Regions from separate parts of the Mus musculus genome. Here all the other regions are linked to region 1. The links are chromatin contacts, called in public Hi-C, HiChIP or PLAC-seq and promoter capture Hi-C maps. All regions are on one chromosome and are shown on one strand. Each heading gives the region's core, a stretch centred on a gene start, on an enhancer-like site or on the middle of the called end of the contact. The rest is flanking DNA. Distances are from core to core; before and after follow the strand shown.

Region 1 (2,700 bases), core at 59-2,558:
CCATGACTTGCTCAGCCTGCTTTCTTACAGAACCCGGGGCCACCACAATAGGCTGGACCCTCCATCAATCACTAATTAAGAAAAAGCTGGGTCTCATGGAGGTGTCTTCTCATTTGAGGCTTCCTCCTTTCAGTCACTCTAGCTTGTGTCAGGTTGAGGTAAGATTAGCCAGCTCAGCATGTGACTTCACCACTAGCTGCACTCACTCACAGCCTTAAAAATCCCTAACTCTCCGGCCCAGGTACTGCTTTCTCTGCAGTAATTTCCCAACACTCATGGGGACAGCGCCTCACTGCGGCCGTGTTACCTCCTTGGCTTGTTACTGTGATAAAAATACTTGAAGAGACCTCGGGAGGAAGGGCTTACAATGTGAGTGAGCCAGATTGGCACTAACAATCCAAAAAACGAATCAGTAGTCCGTCCCAGACAGCTATATCTTCCTAATAGTTCCCTAATTCAGTCCTTGCTTCCAACTCAGTGCCACCTGGGGATGGACAAAGAACATGCTCTCCGTGACAAATCACACAGGATGCCCCAGTTCTGTCCAGCGGCTCGCAGCTTCCCCAAGCAAGCAGCCTTAACTGACTGCGCGCTTGGCATTCTAGGTCTGAGTAGCTGCCAAAAGGCAAATGGCAGCAACTGCCCCTTTGCACAGTAAACGATGAACAAATGGTTTTGCTTATCCCTCCTTGATCATTGGGGGACCAATAAGTTTTTGTTTTTAAGTTTTAAATATTTGTGTATAAAGGTTTTGTCTGCGTGCATGAGCACCATGCGCGTGCCCCGTACTGGCAGAAATCAGAAGGGGTAGTTTGGAATTCCTGCAACTGGAGTTATTGATGGTTGTGAATCACCACGTGAGTGCTGGGATTTGAACCCGGGTTCTGTACAAAAGCCGTAAGTGCTCTTAATTGTCGAGCTATCTCTCCTGCCCATCACTCAGTTTTTAATAGCTGAGGACTTAACTGATTTGCTTTCTCATGGTCACTTGGAACGTTTGGAAGAAGAAGTGCAGCCCAATCGATTAGCAAAGGCTCGTTTCCGATTTTCCACCGGGCGAGGTGGAAGAAACACCGCCTGAGGGATCCCGGTTTCCACGGGGCAGAAGAGTGCCCTAAGCAAGCACTCTGAACGAAGGGGAGACGATCACCAGGGTTTCGGGATCGAGGTGAGAGGGACAGACGTGGATACTCAAGGGCGCACAGACTCGGCCGCTACCACCTCTCAGGGCTTCAGCTTCACCCGGTTAACATCCACGTGTGGGTGGGACTCCCAGCAGATGTCCTCTGCGCACGCGCATCCGGGGCGACGTCACGTCCGGCGGCGGGAGTTAGAGGCGGAGAGGGCCGGGCCGGGTGTCTCATGGCATCGCTCCCCTCGCTCGCTCGGCCCTGACGCTTATGGTTCCGTCTGCCTGCCGGTAGCACAGCGTTGCCGGGCCGGTTCTCCGCCGCCTCCCGGATCTCTGAGTCTGAGCCGGGTGTGTTTGCTCTACTCGAGGTGAAGCGTGCATACCGGGAGAGCGGGGCCTGGGGCTTCACTGGGTTGTGGGCACCTTTCCCGCAGGTGGAGTCACCTGGGCAAGATTTGACAGCGCATCTTTCAGGGCGACTCCTGTGCCATCACAGTGCAGTCCCAGGAATGCTGTCGATAGACGACAGGGGCAGCGAATGCTTAAAAATACAAAAACCAAAAGAGCCCTCAAACTACAGATTGCATTTTAATCTTTGGGTTTTTTTTTTTTAACAGCTATGAAGAGGCCGTGGAACTCTTTAAAGGCAATTCTAAATTCTAAATAGCTTTTTTCAAAAATGAATTGCAATCTTCCCCATAACAGAAGCTGTTCAGATATCTAACTCCCAACAAGAAGTCCAAACTCCCCTGGTTATCTGGGGACGTCTCGGGGGCTTTTAGTAGCTGAGGACTTTATTCTTTGGAAGAATGTTTGCATCTTTAGTGCCTAGTCACTAAACCTAGTTTGATCTTTTCTTTTGGTTTACCATTAATATCACAAAGACTGTTCTGAAAGAATTATGTATTCTCTGAGATGATTTGAGTGCTCTTGCCAGATTTTTAGCCGTCTTCTGGTTATACTTTAATGCTTTTTCTCTGTTGGAGTTTTGTATTTTGATAATACAAAACTTGGTAGAATTGTGTTTATAGGAAGAAAAATAAGGGCAGGACTTAGGGCTTCCCTCCACCCCCTTCTAATTTCTCCAAATGCCTATTTTCGAGAGGACAGCTAAGCAAAACAAAACAAAAACCAAACCAAAACAAACAAACAAACAAAAAAGGAAATTAAGGTCACCTAGAATTTTACTAACTGAATAACTTGTTAATATTTTGGATGTCTCCTCTTATTTTAAAACATACCTATCTTGGACCAGAAGCCGTGGTCCACACCTTTTACCCCCCGCACCTAGGAGGCAGAGAGTTTGAGGCCAGCCTGGGCTACTTAGTGAGACCTTAGTTGTAAAACTGGAAGCAGAATTAGTACACACCACTGGTTAGCCCCATTTATATAACATATCCTGCCAGCTTTTCTAATTCATCTTATTTGTTCATTTGTATTTTGTTCATTCATGAGAACAAGGTATTTCATTGTGCCAGGGGTTCTTATAAGAAGGAACCCTAGAGGCCCCCTCTGTGCTACCTATTTTAGTAGCTTGGAGGGCAGCTGACCTATATCTTCATATCTAT
Region 2 (2,700 bases), core at 196-2,695, 1.1 Mb after region 1:
GGGGAAGAATAAGAAACAGGACGGTCAATGATGGGTGAAAGATAGAGCTCCTCAACTCCCCCTACCACAGAGGCATCAGCTATAGCATCCAAAAAGGTTTTGACTGCACAGAGAATTTAAAGATAAAGCTGTAAGTGTTCCGTTCCGTATTAAAACTAAAGCTTTTAAGCGGTCACGATATTACGAAGTTTTTAAAGCGTGAACTCGGATTGTAAGCCGATCACGTGACCTCCCACAGCTCCCAAGCTTAAATGTTAAAATATGCAAATTCCCAACCTGTAACAGCTTTGTGCGACCCGGTTTTGCAGCCTCCAGCCCCCCTGTCCCTAGCTGTCCAGCCCACATTTAAATCCGCGGTGGAGAAGTGGTTATTTTCAAAGACGACAGCACCACCGTGGCGACTAGGACCAGTGATCGACCATTCTTTCTCGAGAAAGAAATACATACTACAAGGTGCAAAAACAGGACACAATCAAAAAAGCGTAAAGACAGTCACAAGGAGAAAAAACATGAATGAATGTGGAGGGCGGAGCCTGGGAAAACCCCTCTGCAACGCTGCACTGAACAAAGCGCTTCGCATGCCAGAAGGAGGGGGGAATGGAAGTGCCAGCTCCGGAAGGAGCCTAGAGTGGATGCGGAGAGCAGGAGGAGGAGGAGGAGGAGGACAGAGTCGGCGAGAGCAGCAGCCTTGAGACTCCTCCTCGCGCCAGCCTCGCCACAGCCCCCTCCCCTCTCTAGCCGCAACTCCGGCTGGAGCCCGACCCCGCGGCGAGCCCAAGCCGCCCCGCGCCCCTACCCACCGGCCCCGACCCACCAGCGGCGGGCGCGCGCCCTACGGGGAGGGAAACTACCCAGGTGGCCCGGAGTAAACAGGCACTCCGGGCAAAGACCGAAAGGGAAAGCGAGCCACAAAGCCGGGAGGTGCGGAAGCCGCGGCCTGGTCTCCCGCAGCCCCGCCGAGCCCTCCTGCGAGAAGCGGCCGCGGCGACCAGGAGGCCGGCCCTCCGTACCTGCTGGGCTCGCAGGACCGCAGCTCCCGCCGCCCGTGCGGCCAGGACCCGCCGAAGTGGCAAGCGGCTCCCGCACGCAGCATCCCCTCCGCAAGGTCGGCGCCGGCACACGCGCACACACTCACTCACACGCACACCCGCGCGCCCGCCCGCCAGGGGGAGGTGGTCCCGGCCCCCGCCCCCCGCGCCGCGCTCTCCCGGGTGCAGCGCCCCCACCGCCGCGCCCGGCCCCGCACCCGTCGGGAACTGCGCTGCACTTGACAACCGGGACATCAGCACAAGCGGAGCCTCCTCCCGACGGGCACCGAGGCGCGAGCTGGGCGCGGGAGGGACCGAGTGGAACCCGGCGGGAGAGCGGCCTTTACCTCTCCCGGGTGTCCGTGAGGACGGCTGGCAGCGCGAGGGCGGCCAGGGCGAAGGTCGGCGGCTTCCCCCCGCGCGTGGGCGGGGCAGCAGGGGATCCCCGGGGGCGGCGGGGCGGGGGCTGCGGCGGGAGGGCGGGCTCCTGTGAAGCCGGCCCGGGGCCCCCTGCCGCCCCGCCCGCCCGCCCGCCCGCCGCAGGCCCCGCCGCGGGGACCCAGGACGCAGGAGGAGGCGCGGCCCGAAGGGCGGGGCGGGGCGGGGCGGCAGCGGAGGCGGGGCTCCGCGGCCCGGGGAAGCCCGGCCGGGCCGCAGTCGGGGGCGGTTGGCCCGGGAGGAGGGGCGGGGCCGGGCGGGGCCGGATTCTCTTTACCGTCTTTTGACTTTCTAGAGCAGGCTGTGGGCCGGCCCGGTGACGTCATGGTGTCTCCCAGCCCCGCCCCTCGCCCTGGCCCTGGTAGGGAGGAGGAGGAGGAGGAGGACCCTGGAGGGAGGGGGGACCCCAAGGGGGTTTCCTCTGCTCCGCGTAGAGGGAAGGGGAAAATCATAGTGAAACTTGAAACGCATTAACTTTAAAAAATAACTTTTAAAAAAGAGAGAGAGAATGAAAGGGGGCTGGGTTGTTGACTTGGAGGGTCAGAGGGGACGTGTTATTAAGCCCTAAACTGAAACCACTTTTTTGGTGGCGGATGTTCTATTAAAAGACCGAGGAAAGCCAAGGTTATTCCGGAGAGAGCCGGTGCTTCCCAGAGCCTAAGCAGCGGCGAGCGCAGTTAACCCCTCCTTAGCTGCCTGTCAGCTGGGGACTAACCCGCGAGGGAACTTTGGAAGCCGAAGAGGGGGTGCGGGGCGGAGCCACCCAGCAGGCTTCTGGAACTCTGGGGGAGTGAACAGGGAAGACAGACTAATTTATTACAAACCAGAGTTTGACCCCGGCTGCTAGAAAGCGTTAGAGAACGGGAACTGGAAACTTCTGGAAATATCAGGAGAGCTGACTCTGGGGAACGAAGCAGGTTTTCAAGGGTAGGCATAATACTAGCAGTTTGAACTTAAAAATTACACGCATCCACAAAAAAAAAAAAAAGCCGATAGAAGATTGTACGGGCCACCTCAAAGTTGGAAAGAATAAGGTGTTAAAAAAAAAAAGGCGCAAAACAAAAATATTCTTTGTTAAGCGATCATACGCCCACTAACAGCTGACCATCTGTGCAAACTTGTTTTGCTCCCTTAGGCTTTCATAAAGATGTCCAGGTCGTTCCTGCTAACGGTTGACCCCTAAAATCCCCCGAGGAAGTCCTACCTCTAGCTTGCTGGAGCTAAGAAAAGCACA
Region 3 (2,885 bases), core at 36-2,535, 1.6 Mb after region 1:
ACTATTAATTTGCTATCACACAGATTTTGAAATAGTAACGTTCAATTGGAGTTAAGACATTTTAAAGAACTGAGTTTTTGTTTGGGGTTTTGGTTGTGGTTTCACAAAAGCAGCTACTCCGGAGTCAAACTGTTGACCCTACTGCTTTCCAGTCAATATTACTCTTTAGACGCTATTTTTAAAACTCGGAACTCAAAAGAGTTTAAGCACTTCCACACTGAGAAAACCAGAAGTTTCTTCACAAGCAAACCTGCATATGAAATCATATTATGTGTACTAATGCTTACTCTGACAACCTGATGCTATAACGTAGCTAAACCCCATTCCCAATCACATTGATTAATGAAGGGAAATACACAGAATTCTCCAATTTCACAAATACAGCAACTTGAAGCCAGGAGACAGCCAGACAAAAGGAAATAGCAGAGAAGACAACTGTTTCGACTGCTCTAGACCTTGGTCCAGCCCCTGACCCCGCTATTATCTACTTAGTCATATCTCTCTCTCTCTCTCAACAAATAAAGGAACGAACGGTCGGTCCACCGTGATCACGGTGAGCAGGCAATAGGAGTACTGCAATTGGTTTGACATCTGTCAGCAAGAAAAAGGGCTAAACCAGGAAAGAAAGACTAAAAAAGATCGAAACTGCAAGAAGCGGTGTATGTGCGTGCGCGCGCGCACGGGGAAAGGCGGGGGGGGGGGGGGGGGTTAATGACAGAAACATGAACTGTGATCCAGTCGGGGCACTGGCGCGACTCGCGCGTGCTCCAGCGGCCCGCACCGGGCCGGGTTTGCGGACGCCCCGAACACCCGTGGAGTGGGTCCCCCACCGCTCCCTCCGCCCGGCGCATTACCCGTGAGGTTCCTCAGCACCGTGCCATGGGCCCAGAGGCTCAGGACCTGCTGCACCGACAGGTTGATCATCGAGTGGTCGGCGCCCTCCGCCCTCATCGTCCCCGCGGGGCGGCAGCGGGGCGCTCCGGGGGGCGCCGCTCGGCGGGTGTCGCAGGCAGCGTCCTCCCCGCCGGGGAGACATCGAGGAGCGCTGGCGGGCGAGGCCTGGGGCCGCGGGAGGGACCGCCGCTCCCGCTCAGGGCCCGCGTCGCGCCGCGGGGGCCCGCCACGCCACGAGGCCCGGGTCACGCCGTGAGGCCCGCGCGGAGCGGCAGCCGGCAGGGGCAGGCCGCGAGACGAGGCTCATCGCGGGGACGCGCGACGAGGCAGCGGCGCCCGGCCGCGGCACCTGCCGCCCGCCTGCCGCTCGGCCTTTGGGTAGCCAACACTCGAGGAGCCGCCCCCTCCGCCCGCGACCGCCCCGGGGCGCGCGCATGCGCGTGTCCGCTCCTCGGCCCCGCCTCCCCGGGGGTGAGCGGCTGCGCACGCGCACTGCCTCCCCCCCGCTCCTCGCGCGCGCGCGCGCGCCGCCCTAGGCACCCGGGAGCTCAGGCTGTCGTCGGCTCCCAGCGTCCGCCCGCAGTGGGGCGGAGGGAGCGCCACCTACGTCACTGGCGCCACCGCTGGGTCTCGCCGCTCATTGGCTGCTCCGAGGGAACAGACTCCAAGCCCCTCGCCCCCTCCTGACTGCGCGCCCCCGGAAACCTGAAACCGGTGAGCTGGGCGGGGATGAGAGAGCTGTGTATAGGTCCCGGGAGCTGCCAGGATTTTTGGAGCCTGCGCTTCGCTGCTCCAGATCCTTCCCTCTCCGTGAGGGCGTCTGCGAGCAACTTTTTGCAAAGGTGTAAATGCTCAAGATTTCATTTGTAGGGTTGTCTGAGAGTGCGTCCAGTGACCTGGATACGCCCCTCCCTTTGCTAAATCTACTAAAACAGAAATAGATCCTCTTTGTCATTTCAGCCAGTCTTCTGGCCGGCCAGCAGTAAAATACGAACTCCCCTTAGCTGCAGGATCTGAAACCACTTATTGACGCAGGGCCCCGTAGGTGTCCGAATGAATCCTCCTGGCCAAGGCTGGCTCTAGCGCTTCTTCCAGATAGGACTCTTTTCATCTAAAATTGTGAATCTCCCCAGCACTTAAACTAACTCAGCTTCGTCTCCCTGTCCTTCAAATCCAAGGTCAGCCTCAGAAGCATCTTAACTCCAGTTATGCTAGTTACAGTCTTCCTTGATGTTTGAAACCTTTTAACTTGAAATTAAAAAAAAAAAAATCGTGTTTGCATAAAAAACGTTAGTGCTCCTCACCCCATCCCCCTCGCCCAATTCCATCTTTTTCCAAATACTCTGCTGCTAAAGTTTACAGAAGGAAGTGAAGAAAGAATAGCTAAGCCAATCAAGTGTTTTTGCCCAGTAACTGAAGATTCGAATTGCCTAAATATTGTTGCTTTTGGTGAGCACCTTAAAAATGACAATAATGTATATGCAGGTTTATATTTATGCATGTTTTTGTTTTGCTCCCACAATATAGAAAAAAGTTTGGGCGTCATTAAGAGGAACCGTACTAAAACCTACTATGGTGTAGGGTTCAATGGCTGAATTAAATGTCAATTCAGGAGTATAGACTATCAGACATAAATGAGTTTAACATCAAATTCATTTTAGATAAAGAAGGGGCTTCATTTCTTTCTTTGTTGTTGTTGTTGTTGTTGTTGTTCTTCTTCTTCTTCTTCTTCTTCTTCTTCTTCTTCTTCTTCTTCTCCTATTTTTTTAAATTCTTCCTGGCAGCCATAGTATATGTCCTATCTTTCTAGTCTGAATTAAAGTTCAGAATGGGAAGTTAACCTCATGGTGCTGCGAAGGGATTTAACATTATTAGGTAACATGAGCACATTCACTGACAGATATAGCCAAGCCTCCGAAGGACATGTTAAACTCTCCTGTCGTCAGCTTACAAAATGAACCAGAAAACCTGCTTAACTAGCCAAAGAAGAG
Region 4 (2,847 bases), core at 63-2,562, 1.8 Mb before region 1:
GAGTAATGGTTTTATTTAGCAGTTTGATTTGTTAAGTGAGCTGAGTGAGACTTCACTTCTCTGCTCAGGGTGCATTTCCTGTGACAGGAGGGGAGGTTACAATTTCTGATTATCATCTTTGGTGCACTAATTTGTTTTGGTCTTACACAAACAGCCTGGTCTCTGTCTTTTTTTTAATCCATAAAATGTGTCAGACACCACTTAACTTTGCTTAACAAGCAAGCTTGTTCAGATAGACTGAATGAACTGTAGAGTTTTATGCTATGTTAATTAGTTTCATTGCTCTGACAAAATACTTGAGCTAATCAGCTTATTAAGGAGAAAGGGTTTGCTTGGCTATCATTTTGCTTTATGACTGGTCCTTTTGCTGTTGGTTAGACAGTGTGCCATGTTGGGAGCATTTGGTGGAAGAACTATGTTCATCTCACTGTAACCCAGGAGTCTGTCACCCAGAGGAGGAGCCTGGAATCCCCATCCTTTCAAAGACATGCCCGTGGTGGTTTAGCTTTCTCACGCTTAGCCTCACCTATGAAATGTTCCACTGTCTCCCAGCTACTCTGCATACACTGTTAGCTTGCAAGCCTTTGAGGAACATAGAAGATGTAGTTTTTGTAAGATAATATATCTAAATTGCTTAACCCAGAGTCGGGCTTGTAGCAGATGCTTAGTGTGTTGTACCATTGTATAATCATCTGTGATGGTTTGACAGTTGTTCACCCTCACATTTTCTTAAATTAAAATACTTTAGTGTACTCTGCTATATTCTTTCTACCTAAAAACTTTATGTCCTATATAAAGAATGTAATTTTTAGTTTTGTGTAAAGTTAGAATTAATAAACCATTTTTAAGCCTTAATATTTAAATATGCTGTGCTTTGATTTTTGGTAAGAAGTAGTTTTTGTCTAAACCTTAGTTATTTTAGACTTTTCAAGTTATCTAATGAACCATGGTATGATCTATAATGCCTTAAAAAAGATTATGCTGTGTACCAGACAAAATATTTTAACTTCTTCTCAAGTTAGCAAGTAATTACCAGTAAATCACTTTTTTATTTGTTTCTGTGTATTTGCTTTTTGTTACTTTTTTGTTGTTGTTTGCTTTTTGTCTTATTTTTCCTAGGTATGAATTTTCCAATGAATAGTTTCCTTAATAGTAGAACATACGTAGAAGATGTCAGCTTATTTCTGACCTTGGAGTCTTTGGGTTAGATGTCTGATACAAGAGCAGTTTGAGGTCTGCTGTACAAATACTGAGTTCCTTCCTCTTCTAAGAAAAACCAGCAACACAAGTGGCACTGTCTTCAGTGTCACTGCCATCTGTAGACCATGGAGGGTTGCTAAAGACAAACTGGCCGGGCCTCGGCTCGTTGACTGACTGTGTGCTTGAGATGTGGTTTTCCTGAGCCCCGCTGGTCTGTGTTGCAGCTGGTGGACAGCGAGGTGGTCATGCTGTCTGCCCACTGGGAGAAGAAGAGGACCAGCCTGAACGAGCTGCAGGGGCAGCTGCAGCAGCTGCCCGCTCTCCTGCAGGACTTGGAGTCTCTGATGGCAAGCCTGGGTAAGTGTGGCCTGTGTGTGAGAGCAGTTTCAAAGCCCTCCAAGAATTCATCAATTCTCAGCTATTGCTTTGAAAATAATAGTGCATTCTTATTGTTATATAGAAATGTATTCATTTCTAAAATTTACCACTAATGCTTTCTGCCTACAGTAAGCTAAGGAAATAATTTTAGTTTTGTTGCTTTGTGTGTGTTACCTATTTGCCTATGTCTGCCCAAATGTTTGTATGCATACAGGTGCTTCTGCATATGGAGGGGAGTCAAGTGGGGTGGGGGTGGGGGTGTTGTTCCTCCAGAGCTCTTGGGATGTTTCATTATGACTTTGAAACAGTATCTCTCATTTTGCCATGATACTCACTGGTGAGGCCAGCCAATGGGCCCCAGGGATCTGCCTGTTTCTGGCTCCTTAGTGCCATGATTAGAAGCAAGATATTTTGCTTGGCACTTTATGTATGTACTGGGGATCCAACTCAGGCCGATCTTCTTGCTTAAGCTACAAGCATTTTGCTGGCTGAATCAGCTTGCCAGCCTTTGTTGATCTTTTTTTAAAATAACTCAAGACTGTCATTAGGTCTTTTGTTTAAAAGTGTAAGTTGAATGAATGAATGAATGAATGAATGAATGAATGAATGAATGAATGAATGAATTGGACTTACAGTAACTATCCTGGCCAGAGGATGTCCTCCAAACATTGCTTTTAGAATTTAGGCTTTCAGAAATTCATGTCTTACAGTATGTTTTTACCCTTCAGGCGATAGACATGAGGTCAGATGAGTTCTGCTGCATTTGAAGTTTGTGGAAGTTTGTTTTCTTCATTTTTCATTTGGATGGGTTTATATTCAGAGAATTATCTGTTGTGTTTGATGCATGTACACATGAAGGTAATATTGTGGGTCACTGCTCTCAAAGGACAAAATTAGAACAACGTAAAGATCACAAAATGGCTTTACTTTTTAAATTCTAAATTGTAATTTATTTTAATTCTAAAATAGAACACTATTAGTTTACTAGTGCTTTTACAGACAAAAAAGAAAGTAAGGAAATACAAACAAAAATTAAAATGTATTAGTCATTTCAAAATTATTTTGCCAGGCAGGGACAGGGAGGCAGGTCCTTGAATTGCCTTACTAGGTCTAGCAAACAAAGCGATAGGTTTCATTATGTTATTTCCATATCTCGTACTATGCTTATATCTATCCTTACGACTGTCGTTCTGTCCTTCCTTCTTTCTCTGGAGAGAGAGACAGGAAAGTGTAGCATATTTCCTTTCACAAGGGACATGTGTGTGTGTG
Region 5 (2,700 bases), core at 34-2,533, 1.9 Mb after region 1:
GTAAGAATAAGCTTTACAGTATTTATAAAATTTTAACCCAATACTCCATCACTTCAAACCCATACTTGGTCTTCTAAATACCAGTGCTTACTGTCATTTATTTGAAATACTCTCCAAACTCTCACAATTGTTCAGTCTCCTGGCTGAGACCTGTGGTTATCAGCTATGTGCATAACGAATTAAGAGGGATGGAAAACACGCCATGAGAACAGTTTAACGTTCCTTCCCTCCTGGGAAGAGAAGTACACAGCAGCAGACCAAACAGCCCCAGGACAGCAGAACCAAGATAAGGTTCCCTGACCCTGGAAGTTTATTACCGCCAGTGGTGTTTTTTTTTTTTTTTTTTTTTTTTTTTTTTTTTTTTGGCTCTGCCCATTATCAAGTAGGCTGGGAATTTGGTTAAAGCCTGAACTTGGAAGTAAACAAACAGCTTCACGTGCGCTGGAAACCCAAAAGGTGATGAAATCTCTCACTAGGTTCAGAACATCCAAATAAAAAGATGAAACCGATCACTGCTCCTTCGAATACAGGCCACGGTGAAAGATCTGGGTAGGCTGTGGCATTATGGCAACCAAGGACAAACCTGCCGGGGAAGCAGAAACGTGCTTCTACCTCGAGTCAGGATGCCAGACCTGAAGGTTCGCTGAGCCTGAAGGTTCGTGATGCCCGGGCGACCTGCCCTGAGCAAGAGGCATGACTCCTCTAAACTCGGTCTTGGGAGCCCGGTGGCCACCGAGACCACCGAGGTGATCACCGTGGACACTTGTCCACGCGAGCTTTCCCGACCGCCCCCGGCGTTACCCCCCACTCACCGCACACCATCAGCAACAGGACGATCAGCAGCGTGGCCACGAACACCAGCAGGGTCAGCCCCACGTTGTGCCACATTTTGAGAGCTGGGGGGTGGGCGCGGGCTCAGCGGCGGGCGGCAGAGCGGCGGGGCGGCATGGACCGCGGGTGCCCGAGGGCAGCGCCCCCAGGGGGCGGAACTTGGCGGTGCGGGGGCGGGCCGCGACGGGACCGGCCCTCAGACCTGCCCCCGGCCGGGGCGACCGAGTCGCTGGTGGAGCGGGCCTTGGGACGCCACTACCGCCTCCTCATCGCTCCGGGGAGCCGGAGCCACGGCGAGCGGAGAGGCCGGCGACGGACGGACGCGCTGCCATGGCGGACGTCGAGGCGGGGAAAGAGTGATCTGGAGGTGGCGCGGCGAACGCCAGGCCCTGGCTGCAGCTCACTCGAGGTCCCCCTCCTCCCTCGGAGACGCCAGATGTCAACCACTCCCCGAGGCCGCTGCAGCTGCTCCTCCGCTCCCCGCCCCCTCCCCCGCGGTAGCTCATCACCAAGCACCCACTCCGCAGCGACTCAGCCGCTGCGCGAGGCCTGCTGGGTAATGTAGTGCAAAGATCGGCGAGAGCTCCAGGTCTCCGCCCAGCAACGAACTACCACTCCCAGGAGTCAACGCTGCTCCGGCTTCTCCTTGCTCTCCTTTCCCGTCCCCTGTGCCTTTGGTGTTCTTGAGCCGCCACCTCCAACTTAGAGACTGCTGATTCTTGTTCTCAAGACTGTGCGTCGGACTGTCTCCCTGCCGAGGTGCCAGTTACATTTCAGCCGTTAATTCAAATACAAAATTGGTTTTAGTGAGCAAAAGGGAAAAGAGGATGGCTGTTGCCTGAAAAACAGGTTGTACTTGAACCCAACCTATTGCTCCCGGCAAAGGTTAGTTACTTGTGAGGAAATAAGTCCCCTGACGTCAGAATCTGGAAAGCCTTCCCCCTCCCCCAGCAACAGATGTTGTGTTGTGTTTTCACAGATAGTACGCTTCAGAAGTAACTGGTGAGTGACTTAGAGACATCTGTGCTCTTAATTCACCTACCTGTTTAGCAAGTTTCGTTCTGTTGTCTCCTTTAATTCAAGCAACATCTGGCCAACAGCCAAAGGTTTTGCCACATTTGCTTGAACTAACTTCTGAAAAACAAGGTATTTATCTCAAGTCCTTTTTTTCTATTTGAAATTAAAACTCCCAGTTCTGCCACATCTGTTAACGCAAGAGGTGATCAGCCCTTTCCTCCCTGAGAAATCAAGGCTTTCGCCTTCCACTGCAACTCTGTGCTAGCCATTCCCAGATGCCCTACTGTGTAAACTGCTTTCCAGCTAAGACGCAGCATAAAAATACATCAAGGCATTACTGGCTTTGCGCAAGATTTAATATACAGTTCCTGTGGAGAGAGTTGAGCTCGATGCAATAAATTTAGAAATCAACTTATTCATTTTTAGCAGATGATCCAACTCACTTGCATAACGGAGCACGTTTGATTTACAATCTGGTTGAAAGGAATACATTTGAATAGATCTAGTTCAAAAGAAATCAGGAAGAATCCAGACCTTTTTACCTTCTCTTTCATTCACATACAACAAACACTTCTGTGTGCTCTGGACTTCTTTGAGGTGCCAAGGATAAAGCCATGGCAGGGGCTGGTGAGATGGCACTGACTGCCCTTTCCGAAGGTCCTGAGTTCAAATCCTAGCAACCACATGATGGCTCATGACCATCCGTAATGAGATCCGATGTCCTCTTCTGTCAGAAGACAGCTAGAGTGTACTTATGTATAATAATAAATAAATCTTTAAAAAAAAGTCATGGCAATACAGACAATAACATAAATAGGGGTGTGCAAGGATTGCAAATCCCCAATGAAAATA

Evidence for each region. Promoter capture Hi-C pulls out the DNA fragments that hold promoters and counts their contacts. Hi-C and Micro-C count contacts between places; a contact is called where the count stands out from the background. HiChIP or PLAC-seq counts read pairs in DNA pulled down with a chosen protein or histone mark.
Region 2: a contact with region 1 is called in a promoter capture Hi-C map of liver, with 4 times the contacts expected there. The contact joins the promoter of Hivep1 here to the promoter of Tbc1d7 in region 1. A contact is called at or near these places in 2 of 39 promoter capture datasets (cranial neural crest and liver), 1 of 484 Hi-C or Micro-C datasets (CD8 T cells) and 1 of 115 datasets of contacts at active chromatin or transcription factors (pancreatic cancer cells).
Region 3: a contact with region 1 is called in an H3K27ac HiChIP or PLAC-seq map of thymic regulatory T cells, with 6 times the contacts expected there. The contact joins the promoter of Tmem170b here to the promoter of Tbc1d7 in region 1. A contact is called at or near these places in 5 of 39 promoter capture datasets (cranial neural crest, hippocampal neurons, liver and 2 more), 1 of 484 Hi-C or Micro-C datasets (B cells) and 2 of 115 datasets of contacts at active chromatin or transcription factors (astrocytes and thymic regulatory T cells).
Region 4: a Hi-C map of pre-B cells shows a contact between it and region 1, with 3 times the contacts expected there. The contact joins the enhancer-like site here to the promoter of Tbc1d7 in region 1. A contact is called at or near these places in 1 of 39 promoter capture datasets (pre-B cells), 4 of 484 Hi-C or Micro-C datasets (cortical neurons, pre-B cells and regulatory T cells), 3 of 115 datasets of contacts at active chromatin or transcription factors (astrocytes, large pre-B cells and regulatory T cell precursor) and 1 of 9 other capture datasets (liver).
Region 5: a Hi-C map of B cells shows a contact between it and region 1, with 7 read pairs. The contact joins the promoter of Smim13 here to the promoter of Tbc1d7 in region 1.

What each region holds. Positions count from the first base shown.
Region 1 is chr13:43,170,109-43,172,808 of GRCm38.p6, reverse strand. It overlaps Tbc1d7 (TBC1 domain family, member 7), which reads left to right and starts at 1,308. Exons shown (of 8, transcript NM_001252639.1): 1 at 1,308-1,500. It overlaps Gm40929 (a long non-coding RNA gene), which reads right to left and starts at 987. Exons shown (of 4, transcript XR_873309.3): 1 at 967-987.
Region 2 is chr13:42,050,766-42,053,465 of GRCm38.p6, reverse strand. It overlaps Hivep1 (human immunodeficiency virus type I enhancer binding protein 1), which reads right to left and starts at 1,445. Exons shown (of 9, transcript NM_007772.2): 1 at 1,376-1,445.
Region 3 is chr13:41,604,282-41,607,166 of GRCm38.p6, reverse strand. Tmem170b (transmembrane protein 170B) reads right to left here and starts at 1,285. Exons shown (of 3, transcript NM_001163572.2): 1 at 855-1,285. The coding sequence starts at 951. Gm32184 (a long non-coding RNA gene) reads left to right here and starts at 1,091. Exons shown (of 3, transcript XR_382252.4): 1 at 1,091-1,608.
Region 4 is chr13:44,981,451-44,984,297 of GRCm38.p6, reverse strand. It overlaps Dtnbp1 (dystrobrevin binding protein 1), which reads left to right. Exons shown (of 10, transcript NM_025772.4): 5 at 1,425-1,557. Among named protein-coding and RNA genes, the nearest start is that of Dtnbp1, 19 kb to the left of the region's middle. Within about 2 kb of position 1,312, at least 43 of the 459 cell types and tissues checked have an H3K27ac peak or open chromatin away from gene starts, as enhancers often do. A contact at or near this core is called in pre-B cells and regulatory T cells, where this site is marked.
Region 5 is chr13:41,248,427-41,251,126 of GRCm38.p6, reverse strand. Smim13 (small integral membrane protein 13) reads right to left here and starts at 1,283. Exons shown (of 2, transcript NM_001135577.2): 1 at 813-1,283. The coding sequence starts at 888.